Linked DNA regions of Mus musculus: region 1 is linked to region 2. The links are chromatin contacts, called in public HiChIP or PLAC-seq maps. All regions are on one chromosome and are shown on one strand. The core of a region is the stretch at or near the end of the contact, and the rest is flanking DNA. Distances in the headings are between cores, read along the strand shown. Region 1 overlaps Nek10 (NIMA (never in mitosis gene a)- related kinase 10). Region 2 has its middle 34 kb from the start of Olfr31.

Region 1 (2,700 bases), core at 166-2,665, 570 kb after region 2:
CTCATCCTGTCCCCACTTGCTAGTTGATTTGGGTGCTAATTTGTTTAAGTGCGTTTCCTAAGAAAAAGGGTCCAGAAGAGGCCAATCAGGGTGCCACAGTTTAGATTTTGATGTCACTGAAGATTGTCCCTCCTGTGGGAGCCACCTGAACCAAAAAGAAGGATGTCATGGAATACAGAAGCCATAGGTACGGGAGTGAGAGACCCTGTCTGCTAAGAGGTGACAATGAGCACAGCACAGAGGCTTCGAACTACCAGGCTTAGAGAATGGCACAAGTTGGCATTATTCCCTGTTCCATGCAACTGCTGGTGACACCTTCCCATCCCAAGTGGGAAAAGCAGCAGAAAGGACACTTCCAGGGCTGAGGGACAGACAAATGTCACTGCTGCCTGGGAAGCCACATCCTGGCTACTCTGCTGCTGATAACCCTGAGACCGCTGGGTTGGTGTGAGTAGCAGCTACGTGGGCCCCACTCAGAGGGACACTCAGAGGCACAAACCATTTATAGACATCATGGCAATTCCTCTGAAACAAGACACTTTACCTAGAAACTACATTCTAAATAAATAGTTGGAGACATTTTACACCATTTTTCTTTTTTAGAACTTTCTCCCTCCCTGTGTAGCTGAGGCCCAACCCTGGGGCAGAGCATGCTAAGGGAATCGTTAAGGAACTGATCAGTCCTAAACCTGTCCACTGCCCATTAGGAAGTGCAGCATCTTCTAGCCTGGTTCACAAAGGCATGGAGGACACTGTCTCTTTCATTAACTTAAAAAAGTCATTTAAAACCTTAAATGGCAGCTGGCAGTCTTAGATGAAACTTCAGTGTACAAAAGCTTGTGTTTTGAAGAGTCTGATAAGTGTTTGCTATTTGTTTTCTTACAGCTTTATCATCCCAATGTTGTACGTTATTATAAAACATTTTTGGAAAGTAAGTATGAATTGCTTTCTAAGTAAGGAAACATATGTTTGTTATTTATATACATTTATATTATGTTGGCAGAAAATAAACCCATTCAGCTATTTTCTACTGGCTTTTATTATTAGGCATTGCTTTCTTAAGCAGTAAAATAATTTTTTAATTGATGACCTGAGAATACTTAAAATATTTTGATCTGTATTATATAGAGGCACAGTGTGAATAAACAAAAATAATTAAATTATTGTACAGAAAAGGAACTGTAGAAGAAAAAGAGAAAAGAGAACTAAAGCATGATGTTTTATTTTTCTTTTTGCAAGCTCACAGCAGCATCTAGTGGCATTTTCCACCCCTAATAAAATGGATTGGACTCCGCCTTCAAGGTTTTTTTTTTTTTTTCTCACAAATTTCAGTAGATGCCACCAGGTGGCGCCAGAGTCCTGGCTGAGCCTGCAGGCTGGCTGGCTTGTTTCCTGCTTGTGGGATGGAGAGCACAGTCAAACAAAGCCAAACTCAGTCGCTTGTTTACAAGTGAAGGAAGTATTGAACTTAACCATCTGTAGCATAAAATCCTGAAGTATTAGCCGGGCATGGTGACTCAGTCCTTTAATCCCAGCACTTGAGAGGCAGAGGCCGACTGTGTGTGTTTGAGGACAACCTGATCTACATAGTGAGTTTCAGGCTGGGCATGGCTGCATAGAGAGACCCTGTCTCAATACTAAACAGAAGCTGTTCTGTATGCAGCTCAATTGCTATGTTTTTACCCATTTCCCTTCTTTAAGTGATTTAGATGGACTCCTTCCTCCTTACGTGCTAGTTCTTAATATCGGGATTATTCCTGTAATTAAAGCTATCAGATTTAGTTCCTGACTTAGACTGAAGTAAGTACAAGTCATTACAAAAACAAAACACTTAACCTGACGACTTCCAAAATAAATTGAAGGAAACTTAAAATATGTATAATATTACCAAGTTATAAACTATGATGAAGAAGACTATAATTTGAGAAAATGAAAACAAACAGCTAAGCATAGTGCAGGCAATATGTATTTCTTGGAATGGTGAAACTTGGGAATCTATAAATGTCCGTAAGAGAGATGCTATATGGTTTATTCATTTTTGCAATCCTGTGAAAGGCAACAGGAAGAACAGTGTGCTTACATTCATGCTGCAGTGTGAGACTGGTGGAGAAGCCAGTGGGCAGGATGGGAGATGTCTGTCCTTTGCAGGCAGATTGTGTATGTGTGTATTTTGTGTATGTCCAACAGTCAGAAAAGACACATGTCACATATCATTATTAGTAGTTCAAATTGGCTTTAAAGGAGTGTATTCAGAGAACAAAAACAGCAACAAGAAAACCAAAAACCCAAACAGTGCTAAACCCTTGTAAACCCTAACATAAAATCAGAGTCCAGGTCTCTCTACTCGAGAGGGGCCTAGCAGTAATCTCTGTCATGGGTAGGTGCTTTAGTCTGTGTTATTGCAACATCATAGCGTGATCCGTGGGTAAGTTTGTATGACATAATCTATGTCACCATACAAAATGCAATTTATAATGCGGTTTTCTGAACGTCTTATTTGATCCGAGGTACTAAGAGGCAGGCCTCGTGACTTGAGACAGTTGGCTTACTGTCTTTGACATGGTTCAGGCATTCTATGGTATAAGCAGAAAATGATTATGCTTGCCAGAGAGGAGAAAGTCTGGAGTCAGAGGAAGTTGCTGCTAGGCTGTGACTGCCCCAAGGGCAGCTCTGTGCTCTGCCAGCATTCAGTGGATCCTG
Region 2 (2,700 bases), core at 173-2,672:
ATCCTGAAAAGGTATCTATAAAAACTGCTATCAGTGTAGATGTTAATGGGCCGCCCCTCAGCCATCTGAAGGGCCTTTTACTAGGAAGCTGCTTCTGTGTAACAGTTTGGAACGACTGGCCATGGCTGGTCTCATAGATCACTATGGATCCCAGTTTCTTCCACAAGGATGTCCGCACAGCAGTGAATGGGTGAGGAATCATCTGTTTCAGTCAGGAGGGTAGCAGGATTGAGGATAGCAGGAGGAGCAAGCACGATCCATTCAGTCAGTAACAGACTCTGTTAGTGGGTCATTCAGTTGTTTGTCATCTATTGGTCTGGGGGCCGGCAGATAATGCTTTCAAGAGAGTGGGGGCTACCACAGTCATTTGCTGTCCCAAAGTTAACTTAACGAGTAAGGCTACTGCAGCAATGGCCTTTAAACATATGGGCTATCCGCTGGCCACTGGGTCCAGCTTCTTAGACAAATATGTCATAGGCCTCTTCTATGGCCCTAGAGCCTGAGTAAGAACTCCTCTGGTCTCCCCCGCCCTCTCATCAACATAGAGGATGAAGGGTTTGGTTAGATCTGGCAATGTCAAGGCTGGTGCAGTCAACAGGGCCTCCTTAATATTTTCAAAGGCTCTCTGATGTTCCTATATCCATCTGAATTCTCTACTTTTCTTGGTCAGGGGGTACAAGGGGGCAGCCAGTGTTGCAAACCCAGGTATCCAAAGTCTTCAGAACCTAGCAGTGCCCAAGAATTCTCTCACCTGTCTTGAAGTAGCCGGTATTTGAGTCACAGTCCTTTTTCTTTGCAATAGACACATTGGTCCTTCCCTAAAGTCTTCTGGACCGGTCTTATTCCTCCAGGTCTAGGTTCCCTGTTGCCCAGGTACCCTGTCTGTCTATTCTCTGGCCTGTTCCTTCTTTTATGCTCCCCTACTACTGCAGCCAAAATTCTGTTTAAATTCCTCTCCTGTCTTCTATCTCTCTTATTCTCCCTCTCTTCTTCTTCATGCTTTTCCCTCTCTTCTCTTCTATAAGCTTCCATCAATCTTTCCAGAAAAACAGATGGGGGCTCGGTAGGGCCCTGCATCACCTCTCTTATCTTAGCCAAATTGGTGGGGCGTCTCACCACTCCCTTTAGACCAGAGCCTGGGGGTAAACTGCTAACCTCTCCCTACCTTGAGCCGTGTTGTAGTTCCAATCTGGCCAGTCCAGAGGGAACCCAGCATTCCAATTGTACAGATATGCAGAGATTGTGGGTCCATGGGCAGGTCGCCCACAGCTCGCAAAGGAAAAGCAGAAGTGGTGCCAGGAGCTCCATCTGCTGGGGGACTCTGGGCTTGTTGGCTCTGGGTCCTGGCAGCCAGTCCTCCGGCTGTGCCTCCAGTGATCCCAGGGCCAGGCGCAGGGACCTGCAGAGGAGCGGGAACCAGCCGGAGTAGAAGTTAGGGCAGAGGGGGAGGGACTTAGGGGAGCTGTGGGTTGAAGAGGAGGCTCCCTTTTGGGAGGAACCTTTTGGTTTCACTTTTGTTTCAAGAAGAGTCAGGACTCGGGAGCCTGACCTTTGCTGGGGAATCCATGGTTTCCCTGCCAGACAGTAAACAATGACAAACCACAGAAAACACAAAACAGACACATTAAAAAAATAAACGCACACACGAAACAGACACAAAACACACACACACACACACACACACACACACACACACTGACAAATGCCTGTCTTCTAATGGACAGACAAAACTAACTCAGAAATGCAAAAGGTTGGGGAAGTGCATAAGTCCTCCAATCTAGGAAGACTACTGACTCTTCACTCCCCACCCCAGACAGAATCCAGGAGTCCTTCCCCTCGCGCTTAGGCGTCCCCCAGAGTGGGCAGGCAGTGATTCCAGCATGTCTGCTGTTCACACTCCGTGCCTCATCCAGAGGCATGGGTCTCCGTTTCTCAGAAACAGTCACAGCTGCAAATTTCAGCACTGAACCTCACTGGCTCACAGAAATATTTTTAGATAAGGAATCTCACCTCCAAGTGAGTCTTTGGACATGTGAGTGGTTGCACCAATCCCGGAGAAGCCCCCGATGAAAGAACTCTGAAGAGAGCCCCTCACTCAAGTCTCGGGATAATAACGGACCCCCAAAAACTCATGAGAGACCAAGCTTGATGCAAACCACATGAGGCTTTATTCAAGGAAACCCAGAGCTCTGGGGACGACTCGTGTCCCACGCAGGGGTAGAGGAGTTGACCCCGAGGGGAAAGGGGTCTCAGTTTTTATAGGTCCTCAAGGGGGAAAGGAGAAGGAGGGAATAGGGGATTTCCAGATCTAAACAATGTCTATTCTAAAATGATTGATTTCTCAAGAAATGTGTATGGGAGGGAAACAAGGAAAGAGTCTAAAGAAGGTGCAGTAACTCCGGATTGGCCCTGACTGTGGTTGCTGGGGAGATTTTCTGACTCTATCCCAGCAACCAATATCACAAACACTTGGCAGTGAGGTGCAACAGTGGGCACACACTTGGATTCAAGAAACAGACAGAACATTGTGCACCTCTATTTTTCTAAATCAGTGAAGCTAGTTCTGCTAACAATGAAATCTATTTTGCCAATTTCAGGGCTTCTGTGACCTTTTACGTTCTGTCAGGATCTTTCATTTCTACTTCCATCCTTAGATTTCGCGTGGTTTTGTTCAATTCCTTCACCTATTTGGTTGTTATC

What was found. HiChIP or PLAC-seq counts read pairs in DNA pulled down with a chosen protein or histone mark.
Region 1: a RAD21 HiChIP or PLAC-seq map of pro-B cells shows a contact between it and region 2, with 11 times the contacts expected there. The contact joins two enhancer-like sites. A contact is called at or near these places in 1 of 15 datasets of contacts at CTCF or cohesin (pro-B cells), 2 of 484 Hi-C or Micro-C datasets (the HPC-7 cell line and bone marrow-derived macrophages) and 2 of 115 datasets of contacts at active chromatin or transcription factors (astrocytes and fibro-adipogenic progenitors).

Annotation. Positions count from the first base shown.
Region 1 is chr14:14,862,571-14,865,270 of GRCm38.p6, forward strand. Nek10 (NIMA (never in mitosis gene a)- related kinase 10) reads left to right here. Exons shown (of 35, transcript NM_001195229.1): 19 at 886-931. Among named protein-coding and RNA genes, the nearest start is that of Nek10, 43 kb to the left of the region's middle. Within about 2 kb of position 1,416, at least 63 of the 459 cell types and tissues checked have an H3K27ac peak or open chromatin away from gene starts, as enhancers often do. A contact at or near this core is called in bone marrow-derived macrophages and pro-B cells, where this site is marked.
Region 2 is chr14:14,293,234-14,295,933 of GRCm38.p6, forward strand. No RefSeq gene overlaps it. Among named protein-coding and RNA genes, the nearest start is that of Olfr31, 34 kb to the right of the region's middle. Within about 2 kb of position 1,423, at least 146 of the 459 cell types and tissues checked have an H3K27ac peak or open chromatin away from gene starts, as enhancers often do. A contact at or near this core is called in bone marrow-derived macrophages and pro-B cells, where this site is marked.